Regions from separate parts of the Sus scrofa genome. Here region 1 is linked to region 2. The links are chromatin contacts, called in public Hi-C maps. All regions are on one chromosome and are shown on one strand. Each heading gives the region's core, a stretch centred on a gene start, on an enhancer-like site or on the middle of the called end of the contact. The rest is flanking DNA. Distances are from core to core; before and after follow the strand shown. Region 1 overlaps NT5C1A (cytosolic 5'-nucleotidase 1A). Region 2 has its middle 25 kb from the start of HEYL.

Region 1 (6,673 bases), core at 2,865-5,364, 42 kb before region 2:
TTGGCTGTTGTGGTGGGCAACGCTGTGCCGGGTGGCTGGACAAAGGCCGCGGCTGTGGACACCTTATCAGGGGAAGTGCAAGTGACAAGGATGCCTTTGCACAAGGCCATTGCCATCAACAGTCACGACCCTTCTGGCCAACAGAGGAGACCTCAGGCAGAGGGCCTGGCTGGGAGATCTTCCCTCTGCCAAAGCTCTAGGCTTGGCCAGAGATGCTGCAAGACTTAAGAAGAGCTCGAGGAAATGAAAAGGAAGTGAGAGAGGAAACTCAACCCCTGGGGTGGACACATGCACTGTGAGGGCAGCACCGGATGTCACCTAATTAAGATGAATCCCAGAGATTCAGATACCAAGAGGTCCTGCCCCAGGGGCCTCTCAAGAAACATCGTTGATTCTGCCGGCTGTCTCAGGAAGCAGGAGAGTATGATGTGGGAAGCAGCAAAATAAGGTGTAGCAAATCTGTGTATTTCACTGGAGCACTGTTAATAGATTTGGACAGCCCTGGGCCATGAGAGACGCCAGTGTCCAAACTATTATTGAAACCATAAATGAACATTTCAGCCCTAGGGGGTGGGGGTGGGGGGGGAAGCTTTCAGTGGCTGGAATCAAAGGCCAGAAGTCCTGGGGGCAGGTGCAGGCAGCTGCCAGACACACCTTCTGATTGTTTCAAGTGGTGAGGAAGCGTCCTGGGGAGAAGGACATTGTTTATTGTATCAGCAGGCAAATGAAAAAACCAGAGGTGCACCAAAGTGCCAGGCCCAGCTGCAGACTGCAGCACTGGGGCAGAGGAGCCACCGCTCCTGACATGCTGAACCCAAAGCCTCGCACCGCAATGACTCCTGCACAACACGTCCCAGGAAATGCTTGCCAACCAAGTCCCAGACCCAATGGAAACTGCCACTTAGGAAAACAGAAGCCCTGTTACTATGCACTGAGACTGCCAAGGTCACTGCAAAACAGCCCCATCCCCTTCCTGAGAGCCCAATCAGAATGATGGGGAAGCAGCAGAAGATGCCAGAAAGTCAACACCAGCAAGAAGTTTAAATCCAAGATGGATCCAGCATTCTAATGCTATTCAACTGGTGTGCATCAGTCCAGCCAAATGAGTGATTAAAATATTGAAATACCTCCATAATGGTTGTAAGTAGCGCTGGCTTGAGTCTCTGAGGACCCCCTACCCCCACAGCCTCAGCCACCCTGGCCCCTCCATCTTCCTACAACCCAGGAACAAAGGGCCTCAGGAGGCCGTGCCAGCATGGTGGCCAGTGTCTGCTCTGTTTGGTGGTGCCCTGTGGCCATGCTGGTTGAGAGAGGTAACGTCAGTTGCCCAAAGTCACACAGCTAATAAGTGGCAGCAGGAGGACTCAAGCTCACGTGTGTCTGATGCTGAGACTCAGTTGCTCAACTCTTCCACCATATGGCCCATCCATGTGCAGAGAAGTGGCCAAAAGAGCTTCATAGCAAAAGTGTTCAGCTCACAGTCTCTCAACATGTTGACTTCTTGTACGTTAAAATGCTATGATAGACTTAAATGGGTACATCTTTGTTACCAGCTTCCTAAAGAGCTAAGAACTGAAACGAAGGCCAGACCTTTGCAGAGCCCTGAAGTACCTCCAGACAACCCCAGTTTATACTGGGCCGATGCTGGGTTTGGCAAACTGTGGCTCCTTGGGCCAAATTGAGCCCACCCCTATCTTTGTAAAGAAGCTTTTATTGGAATATAGCCATGCCCATTTGTTTACATAGGTCTTGGGCTTTTGAATTCAGTGTCAGAGTTGAACCGTTTCAACAGAGACCAAGGAGCTGGGAATATTTCTCTGGCTCTTTGCGGAAAAAGTCTGCTGACCCCCTGGGTTAAGGCAAACGTCCCCCACCTGTGGGGAAACCAGCTTCCATCCACCTAAACATTTGGAGGTAGAGGCTGGCTCAGCTGCAGAGGGGGCAGCACGAGGGGGTTCCGTGCCCATCTGCAGGCTGGGATTACAGGCACCAACGAGAACCTTGATGCTAAACACAGCAGACCCTTGGCATCTGGGGATTGAAGATTTCAAGGTTTGATGGTGTTCAAGTGACCTGTGGCCTGTTGTAATTTGGAATGTTGATGCATGCATTTGATTTGAGTGTGCTCTCCCAAGCTGCTGGGTGAGGGGCAGGGAGTGGGACCCCTGGAGAGGGCTGAGCCTAGCATGCTGTCCAGCATCTGCTTGGCATGGCTCTGCTGTTCTCAGCTCGTCATTGCCCTCTCAGGGCCTCTTGGGAAGTAATAAGTGCTTTTGGATGTGCCTTAGCTAAATATTAGTTTTGGATAAAGTGAAGTGCCCCATGTGGACTTACGGGCTCAGATCTGGGAGTTCCTGTTGTTAAGAACCCAACTAGTATCCATGAGGATGTGAGTTCCATCCCTGGCCTCACTCAGTGGGTTAAAGGATCCAACATTGCCGCGAGCTTTGGTGTGGTTGCGGATGCAGCTTGAATCTTGGCGTTGCTGTGGCTGTGGTGTAAGCTGGCACCTACAGCTCCAACTTGACCCCTAGCCTGGGAACTTCCACATGCCATGGATGCAGCCCAAAAGACAAAAAAGAAAAAAAGGACTCAGATCTAACGAGTCATCCATATGCTCCCTGTGGAAGCAAGAACAAGCTCTTCACGAAGATGGTCCCAAAGGAAGACAGTAGCCGGCTCAGAAGTTACCGATCAAGTGAGAGGTAAAACTCTGGTAAAGTCAGAAATGGCAGTTTTCTTGTGCGGTGAGGGAGTGAGCAATAAACACATACATACCCCATCACGGTGGAAGTGTGGATCTGGAGAAATCAGATTTAGGGACTGGCACGTGTAGAAGTAGTCCTGCCCACAGCCGTGGTGGCTGGCACTGTTCCATCATGGCACTCTTCCATGTGAAGCCCAGACTTGGCCTCAGGATCCTCCTTGACCCAGCATTCCAGCCAGCCACTCCTAGTGGGTTGGAGCTGGCATGAGCGACGAAAAGCCTATTTGCCGTCTCTGTTGGTGTTGGATATTGCTCTCCAGGGGCAGTGTGCGAGGCCCTGAAAATTCATTCTCCATTGCTGTGCTGCAACCCTGAGGATTCCACGGTCTCACCCCACTCGGACAGAACACAAAGAGGAAGGAGAAGAGCATCTTGTTGGTGACTTCCTTAGAAGGAGCTGCCTGAGAAGCAGTGTCCCAGGTTTCACCCAATCTTCAAGCAAAGTACAAAGTACCCCTCCTACCAGTAGGTGGCGCTGCAGGCCAAGGCTCAGCTGCTGGCTTTCGTAACAGTTATATTTCACTGGTTGTTATTTTTCTCTCTTCCATGTTACTTGGTGCTGTGCTGGACGCCTGCAGGTAGCTTGGACAAAAAGGACTTTTGGTGCTCTGAAAATGTTTGCTAACATACCTGTGTGGTGAGCTGATTGCTCTTACCAACAATCACTGTGATTGCTTGTATGGGCACATTTCATATGAGTGTGCAACAGGGTAAAAACTGCATGTGTGCATGTTTTTGTGGGTGTGTGTAATAGGCAGATATCTCTGCTGATGACTCTGTGTGTGTGTGTGTGTGTGTGTGTGTGTGTGCGCGCGCGCAGGACGGTTATCTCTGTTAACTAAGGGTCCTGGGCCCTACGTACTGATGGCCAGCCCTGCTTCCTGGGATTACTTCTGGCTCTTCCTATCATCTCATGGGCATTTACACATGTGCAAGGCCAGGCGCCTTTTCTATCTCTCCAGCTTTTAGTCTCTGGCTAGCAGGGTCTTGGCTTCCAACCCTCTGCCTTCCACCCCTCATCCCTGCAGCCTTGGGGACAAACTGGTAGAATCACTTTTGGCTGCACTTGCCTCACCATCTCTATTTGTTTCTTCCCTCCCTTTGACAGTCTTGGGGCCCACATGTACAGTTGAGCAGACAGTGCACTGTGCAAATGCAAATAGAGCCATATCAAGGAGGTGTGAGTGACACCTCCTTGGCACCTTTAAAACCTAACTGTACATAGCTGCCCTGGTCACCTCATGGCCATGGCTAGGAAAGCTGCCTTCTTTCCTGCCTCCTGGCCCAGCCCAGCCTAGACTGGGATTCCTTCCTCTGCTTGGGTGTTCTAGTCTGGCCCAGAAGTGACTTACCCTTGGCCTTGATCAGGAAGTATCTGCCTGATGAGCCATCCCCAAGAGGCCTCTGGGATTTAGTTTATGAAACTGAAATCGAACTGGCAACTTTTCAGTTACTGTAAGATAAACCAAAACTCTGCAGATGGGACCCTTGGCTCCCACACTCCTGGCCTGCAGGTGAATGCACCTACATGGGCCAACTGTTAAGATGGGTCAGCTACAGAATTAGGGTAAAAGCCCCAAGGCTATGCTTATAGCTGCACCAGGTAGAAAATCATGAGATCCACATAGACTGGACACCCTGACCAGGCCACAAAATCTGGTGTCGGGCAGGAGACGTCAATGAGCAAAGAGGATTAGGTAAGGATAGTTGCAAAACAGACAACACATATGCTGTCGTCTGACACGGTTGCTGCCGTGTGGGAATGTGGGCTGCTGTTGCCGGATGTTCCACCCCGTTTTCCAAGAGAAGCTGGAAATCTGGACTTTTCAATGTTGGCAACTATTTTGAATTGAGAAAACACTGTGCATGCCAAATAAAACACATCTTGCAGGCTAAATCCAGCCTTTGAATTTCCAGTTTGCACCCTCTGGCCCAGGCCCAGTGAATCGGGTTTTTCAGACCCAAGAAACTCTGAGGGTGAGGATGTTACACTCAGACTCACAGAGTTTGGATCTTTTTGAGACCTTGGAGATAACCACGCTCATCCCCTGTTTTAAACTGTGTACAGACAAACTTCTTTATGAACTTAATAGCACACATATCCTTAAGTTCAAGTTTCTACTGAAAAGCATCTCGGTACCCTCAATTTAGACCAGTATTTAAAATGAAGCCTCTGGAGTTCCCTGGTGGCCTTAGTGGTTAAGGATTCAGTGTTGTCACTGCTGTGGTGGGGGTTTGAAGTCCCGGGAACTTCTGCATGCTGTGGATATGGAGGAATAAATGTCCCCCCACCAACAAAAAAACAAGTCAGATGAAACCTCTACACATTAATGTGCTTGTATCTACCTGTCAGAAGCCCTATTTTATACCATTTGCTCTACTTCTGTCTTTTATAAACATGGGCTGCCCTGGTTTTCCTTCTAATCTAGCTTCTCTGGGTTGCTCTCCACGGTAAACCTCTTAAGTGCCTCCTTAAGCAGGTGGAGCTTGTGCTTCTTCATCTAGGGACTTCCTTTGCCTGTGCTGAGACTGCCCATGCTTTTCCTGGCGCGTTCACCCAGTCCCATGACAAAGGGTGCTACGTGCTTGTCAGCGTGGATCCCTCTCACTGCTCATGCTTGTCCTACACCTCATGTTACAACCTGGCCTTCTGCTTCTTAAAAGCCATTCAAATAAATTGGAGACTTAAAATAAGCTTATGTTGCCTTCTTATCCCCCTTCACAAACTGGGTTAGGGTCCCTTCAAGAAATACCAATGGGGGGATGGGGGGGAGTTCCCATTGTGGCACAGTGGTTAACGAATCCAACTAGGAACCCTGAGGTTGTGGGTTTGATCCCTGGCCTCACTTAGTGGGTTAAGGATCCGGCGTTGCCATGAGCTGTGGTGTAGGTTGCAGATGTGGCTCAGATCCGGCATTGCTGTTACTGTGGTGTAGACCGGCAGCTGTAGCTCTGATTGGACCCCTAGCCTGGGAACCTCCATATGCTGTGGGTATGGTCCTAGAAAAAGCAGAAAGACAAAAAAAAAAGAAAGAAAGAAAGAAAGACCAACGGGGACACATGGAGGGAGCAGGCCTGGGATCAGTGCCATCCGTGGATGCCATTGTCTCTCTGTAGACCCTCGAGGGGACCACCTGGAGGGGAGATCCGGTGATGGATGGCAGCCTGAGTCCGTCAGAAAGCAGTGCTCCTGCCATGGCCACAAAACGTCCCCATTAGGAATTACCAAGGGGTGGGGGTGGGGGAGTGGGAGGAAGAGGAGGAACCAGGAAAGCACGTGAGACAGAGGAAGGAGGGGGTGACTCAGACGCCAGTGTCAGCCCTCCTGTGGCCCTTCCTCCTGCAGCTCAGCCCCTCCCCACAGCCCTCCCACCCCAGGACAAAAAGCTCTATTCCAGTCTGTCCACCACCTCACATCTCCTGCACGCCCCTTCCCCTCCATCTGCTGAGACCCTCAAGGCTCATCTCAAACACAGCTCCCTCAGCTAGGCTCCCCCAAGAGTCTACATATCACGAGGGACAGATCACTTCCTCTCTTGAACAGTATTGAGGTCCATGGTTCTTTCTTCCATTCCCCAAGGGGGTGTCTTCATCTTCATCTTGAGTCTAAGTGGCTGTCAATCAACATGTCTGTAATTGCATGGTTGAATTCTGGGCCGATAGGACAAGGCCATCTCTTTGCCGTCAGTATCATTTCTTTATCCATCCTTCCTTCCTCCCTCCCTCTCTCTTTTCTTTTTAGGGCCAGCATTTAGAACTTCCCAGGCTAGGCATCAAATTGGAGTTGCAGCTGCCAGCCTACACCACAGCCACAGCAACAATGGATCCAAGCTGCATCCTCAACCCACGCCACAGCTTGTGGCAGCTCCAGATCCTTAACCCACTGAGTGAGGCCAGGGATCGAAC
Region 2 (5,905 bases), core at 3,053-5,552:
CACAGCTCATGGCAATGCTGGCTCCTTAACCCACTGAGAGAGGCCAGAGATTGGACCAGCAATTTCATGGTTCCCAGTCAGATTCATTTCCACTGAGCCATGATGGGAACTCCATAAGTGTGGACTATTTAACGCTCTAAGTTTGTGGTCACAGATACACATAGATAATTAACACATCAGGCAAAACTTGAATCTTGGTTACAACCAACTTCCTGCCTGTCCTACGCTGGCTAGAAAAAAGTCATTCAACTGATTAGAAAACCCACTGCTTTGATTTGATTCCTAATCAGAAATCTCAAGTGGGGGGTGGGGTCCACTCTGCTTCTCCATCAGGCTGGCTTTCCAGCTTCCCAAGATAACTACATTATACCTTGGCCCGTCTCCTGACAACCCATTCTCATTCCCAAATCATTCTCAGAAGATGACTCCTCCAAAACAAAGCAAAAAATAAGATCCTCCTTCATTCCTCATATTGGATATGGAGGTCTTAAGTGACCTTGAGAATAGCATTATTTTTCTAAATCAGCAGTATTGAAGGAGTTCCCTTCATGGCTCAGTGGTTAACGAACCTGACTAGGATCCATGACGACGTGGGTTCGATCTCTACCCTCACTCAGTGGGTTAAGGATTCGGTGTTGCCATGAGCTTCGGTTTAAGTTACAGATGTGGCTCAGATCTGGCCTTGCGGTGGCTATGGTGTAGACCGGCAGCTGTAGCTCTGATTTGACCCCTAGCCTGGGAACCTTCATATGCTGCAGGTGTGGCCCCCCCAAAAAACAAAACAGCATTGAGGTGGGAGTTCCTTTGAGGCACAGTAGGTTAAAGATCTGCATTGTCACTGCAGAAGCTTGGGTCAATCACTGCTCTGGCTCAGGATCAGTAGTAGTACCTGGTCTGGGAACTCCTGCATGCCACAAGTGCAGCCAAAAAAAAAAGGGGGGGGCAATTGAGGTGTAATTTACATACAATTAAAATTACCAATTCTAAATGTACAATGTAATGAGTCCCGACAATGCATACATGCGGGTAATCACCATAAATGCTATGTGGAACATTTCTGTGGCCCCCCCCAAAGTTCCCTTCTACCAGAGTTCCCACTGTGGCTCAGCAGTAACCAACCGGACTAGAATCCATGAGGACGGGGGTTCCATCCCTGGCCTTGCTCAGTGGGTTAAGGATCTGGCGTTGCCATGAGCTGTGGTGTGGGTTGTAGACATGGCTTGGATCTGGTGTTGCTGGTTGGCAGCTATAGCTCTGATTAGACCCCTAGCCTGGGGACTTCCATATGCCACAGGTGTGGCCCTAAAAAGCAAAAAACGATGGAATCATAGAGTCTAACCTTTTGAGGCTGGCTCCCCACACTTAGTGTTGTGCTTTAGAGGTCCATCAGGTTCTGTCAATCAAGTGTTTCTTCCTCTTTACTACTGAGCAGTATTCCACCGCATGGATGGACCACAATTTTTTAATTTCTGTCAGTGATCGTTTGGGTTGTTTTCTGAGGATGGTTTTTGAACACAAAAAGACTATTTAGAAGTTTATTTTGGAGTACACAATTTGTTTCTATTCATTAATGCTTCTGATTCAAAATGCTAGTTCTTTCTTTTTTTCTTTTGCATGTTTAGGGCCACACCCGAGGCATATGGAGGTTCCCAGATTAGGGGTCTATTCTGAGCTGTAGCTACACCACAGCCATAGCAATGCCAGATCTGAGCCACGTCTGTGACCTACACCACAGCTCACGACAACACCAGATCCTCAACCCATTGATCAAGGCCGGGGATCAAGCCCACAACCTCATGGTTCCTAGTCAGATTTGTTTCCGCCGCAGCACGACAGGAACTCCCAACACTAGTTCTTTCTTAACCTTTAAAATTAAACTTACAAATCACATTTGAGAATCTAGCAGATTTTAGCACAGGCTACTAAGAGAAATTTTACAAATTGCATCTTCAAACATTTTATTTATTTTTATTTTTTATTAAAGTATAGTTGGTTTACAATGTTGTTCCAGTGCATCTGCAAACATTTTTTTTTTTTTTGTCTTTTTGCTATTTCTTGGGCCACTCCCGTGGCATATGGAGATTCCCAGGCTAGGGGTCTAATCGGAGCTGTAGCCGCCAGCCTACACCAGAGCCACAGCAACACGGGATCCGAGCCGCGTCTGCAACCTACACCACAGCTCATGGCAACTCCGGATAGTTAACCCACTGAGCAGGGGCAGGGATTGAACCCTCAACCTCATGGTTCCCAGTCGGAGTCGTTAACCGCTGCGCCACGACGGGAACTCCTGCAAACATTTTAAACTGCATTTAGTTTTTGTTTGTTTGTTTTTCTTTTCTTTTTAGGACCACACCCATGGCACATGGAGGTTTCCAGGCAAGGGGTCGAATCAGAGCTACAGCTGCCGGCCTACGCCACAGCCACAGCAATGCAATATCTGCGACGCATTTGCAACCTACACCACAGCTCATGGCAACGCTGGATCCTTGACCCACTAAGCAAGGCCAAGGATCAAACCCACATCCTCATGGATCCTAGTCAGGTTTGTTAACCACTGAACCAAGGCGGGAACTCCCTAAAGTACATTTGTAAATGAATGGCTTTGATTTCTTTTTTCAGTACTTCACTTAACCAATATAACAAAACCTTCCTAAACGTTCATTCTTATAAAGCTAATAAATCCAACTTATACACACGGTGACCCTTAAGTTCTCTTTAAAATATGTTTGTGGAGTTTCTGTTGTGGCTCAACAGGTTAAGAACCTGACATAGTTCTGTGAGGATGTGGGTTCAATCCCTGGCCTTTCTCAGTGGGTTAAGGATCCAGCATTGCCCCAAGCTGCTGCACAGGTTGCAGATGCTGCTTGGATCCCAAGTTGCTGTGGCTGTGGTATATGTAGTCTGGCAGCTGCAGCCCAATTCGACCCCTGGCCTGGGAACTTCCATATGCCTCGGCGAGGTGGGAAAAAAAATAAATAAATAAAATATATTTCCATAAAAAGCTAAACGGTTCAGAGTTCCCGTCGTGGCACAGTGGTTAACGAATCCGACTAGGAACCATGAGGCTGTGGGTTCGGTCCCTGGCCTTGATCAGTGGGTTGTGGATCTGATGTTGCCGTGAGCTGTGGTGTAGGTTGCAGATGTGGCTCTGGCTATGGTGTAGGCTGCCAGCTACATCTCCTGTTGGACCCCTAACCTGGGAACCTCCATATGCCTAGGGTGCGGCCCTAAAAAGACAAAAAGGAAAAAAAAAAAAACCCACAACCATTGAGGTCACCTTGTTAGAGAATCATTGACTCAAACCACCCACCTTGGCAGGCACGAGAATAGCCTCTTGCATGAGTTGTCTCACAATGGGAGGCCCTCTAAGGAACACGGTGCTGCCCTGAAAACTAACCAGAAGGATTTTGGAAGGGCCAATAGGAGGGAGGAGATAGCCAACCTCCCAGGATCCCTGGAGTTGAAAATCCATCTTCACGCGCTACCAAGAAGGCCCCCAAGTAGGATCAAATGTGAGCCAAGCAAGAAAATTGGCCAGAGACAATCCAGAAACTAACCCCCTTCCCATGAAACCTGAAGCTTCAAGCCACGTGGCAGAGCAGTTCTCTTGGGTCCCTCGCCCTGCTGCTCTCCACCCAGGCACCCTTTCCCAATAAAGTCCTTTGCTTTGTCAGCATGTGTGTCTCCTTGGACAGCTCATTTCCGAGTGTTAGACAAGAGCCCTCTTCTGGGCCCTGGAAGGGGTCCACCTTCCTCCAATAAAGTATCCACTAAGAAAGACATCGTGAGACTATGGTCACAGCCACATCCTCACCAGGGCCCCAGATTCTGTCTGTGAAGTTGAATCTTCGATTCAACCCAAAGGGCTACTGAGAGGCCCTTATTATTAGCTGGTGGGGTGAGGGAGACAGTGATAGATATTGGCTTTGGGGGCTCTTTCTGTTTGATTCAAGCAGGGCTGAAAGCTTCTCACTCAACCTGAGAATCTCAGGAAGCTGTCTAACTGATCACACTGTGACAGGCCCTCACAAACAAAAGCCTGTGAGTATGGGCAGGCTGATAAGGAATAACAAATATCTGGTATGTGAGAAACCATTCTTTGATCCTGTGCCCATGGCAGACATTACTAATCAATTACCACACCCTTTCCCCTGTTAAGACAGCACCACCCAGAGCCCCAAACCTAATTTATTGATGTTGGCATGTAAGATGCCTTCCCTCAACCAACCAGCTCTGGGGAGAAAATGAGGCCTGTCCACTTGGCTCTGAGTCAGGGCTAGATTAATAAGTAACTGAGTTTGGGGCTTGTTCTTGTTTTCTGTGAATAACTGTGGCCAGCGGTGCAATGACTGAGTACTGTGAACAGTGGGGAGGAGGCCTGGGTGTTATCCACCCTGCCTCAGGCACAGAGGCGGGAGCTTCTGTGAGGAGACCCTGCGTGGGGAGGTGCAGGGGCTGCAGCAGGCTCCCTAGGACACAGCCCACGCTTGAGATGCCGAGTGGCGAACACAGGCTTGCATCCTGGGCCGAGTTCCTCCACCTCCCTGTGTGGTTATGGGCAAGGCCAGCTCAAAGCTGCCAGAATTCCCTCTGCGGCCCAGGCCCCAGAAGTCCAGATTTGGATATCCAACAGCCAGATCTCCAAGAAGCATCCAAAACTAACAGGTCCAAAACTAAACTCCTGAATCCCACCCCACCCCTCTCCCCGACACAGTCCTCCCCCAGTCCTCAGGTCTCAGGAAGTGACATCTCTGCCCTGCTAGTTGCTTAAATCCAATCGTGTCTTTTGTTGTTGTTGTCTTTTTAGGGCCGCACCCACAGCATATGGAGGTTCTCAGGGTAAGGGTCTAATCAGAGCTACAGCTGCGGTGTATACCACAGCCACAGCAATGCCAGATCTTTAACCCACTGAGTGAGGCCAGGGATCAAACCTGCAACCTCATGGTTCCTGGTCAGATTCGTTTCCGCTGCACCACGATAGGAACTCCAAATCCAATCAATTGTGGTAGAACATGATAAAAGATAAAATGAGAAAAAAAATATATATGTATGAGTGGGTCACTTTGCTGTACAGCAGAAATTGACAGAACTTGGTAAATCAACTATAATTTTAAAAATTAAAAATAGAGAGTTCCTGCTGTGGCTCAGCAGGTTACATACCTGACTAGCATCCATGAGGACACAGATTCAATCCCCAGCCTCGCTCAGTGAGGTAAGAATCTGGCCTTACCATGAGCTGTGGTGTAGGTCACAAATGCGGCTCAGATCTGGCGTGGCTGGGGCTGTGGTGCAGCCCGGCAACTGTAGCTCCAATTCGACCCCTAGCCTGGGAACCTCCATATGTCGCAGGTGTGGCCCTAAAAAGACAAATAATAAATAAATAAATAAATAAATAAATAAATAAATAAATAAATAAATAAAAGCAAGCCCTGGCGTTGTCCTTGACATCTCTTTCTCTCACAGCTCAGAACCAATCTTCAGCAAATCCTCTCAGGTCTGTCTTCAAAACAGATCCAGAATCTGGCCCCTTCTCACCACCAGCACCTTTGCCCTCCAGTCCAAGCCCTCAGCACCCATCCATCTTTCCTCGGGACCCCTGTAGCGGCCTCCTCCCTGGGCTCCCTGCCTCCACCTGCCCTGAAGTCCATTCCCTCACAGCAGCCACGGGAGCTTTGAACACGTCCGGTGATGTCACTCTTTTGCTCAGAATCTTCCAATGACATATAGCCCACAGAAAGGCCAGGGCCAGCCCCAGGCTACGAGGCCGTCACTGGCTCTCTATTCCATGCCTCACCTCCAGCCGCATGTCATCACCTGCACCTCACTACCCATCGGCCTCTGCTACCATGGCCTCTTTGCCATTTCTAGAAGGCAAGCATCATTCTGCCTCCGGGCTTTTACCCGT

The links. Hi-C and Micro-C count contacts between places; a contact is called where the count stands out from the background.
Region 1: a Hi-C map of liver shows a contact between it and region 2, with 4 times the contacts expected there. The contact joins two enhancer-like sites. A contact is called at or near these places in 3 of 5 promoter capture datasets (fetal skeletal muscle, liver and skeletal muscle), 25 of 47 Hi-C or Micro-C datasets (adipose tissue, alveolar macrophages, brain and 14 more) and 1 of 2 datasets of contacts at active chromatin or transcription factors (skeletal muscle).

Annotation. Positions count from the first base shown.
Region 1 is chr6:95,472,047-95,478,719 of Sscrofa11.1, reverse strand. It overlaps NT5C1A (cytosolic 5'-nucleotidase 1A), which reads left to right. Exons shown (of 7, transcript XM_021095989.1): 7 at 1-5,461. Among named protein-coding and RNA genes, the nearest start is that of HEYL, 16 kb to the right of the region's middle. Within about 2 kb of position 4,114, at least 13 of the 83 cell types and tissues checked have an H3K27ac peak or open chromatin away from gene starts, as enhancers often do. A contact at or near this core is called in liver, where this site is marked.
Region 2 is chr6:95,431,323-95,437,227 of Sscrofa11.1, reverse strand. No RefSeq gene overlaps it. Among named protein-coding and RNA genes, the nearest start is that of HEYL, 25 kb to the left of the region's middle. Within about 2 kb of position 4,302, at least 11 of the 83 cell types and tissues checked have an H3K27ac peak or open chromatin away from gene starts, as enhancers often do. A contact at or near this core is called in liver, where this site is marked.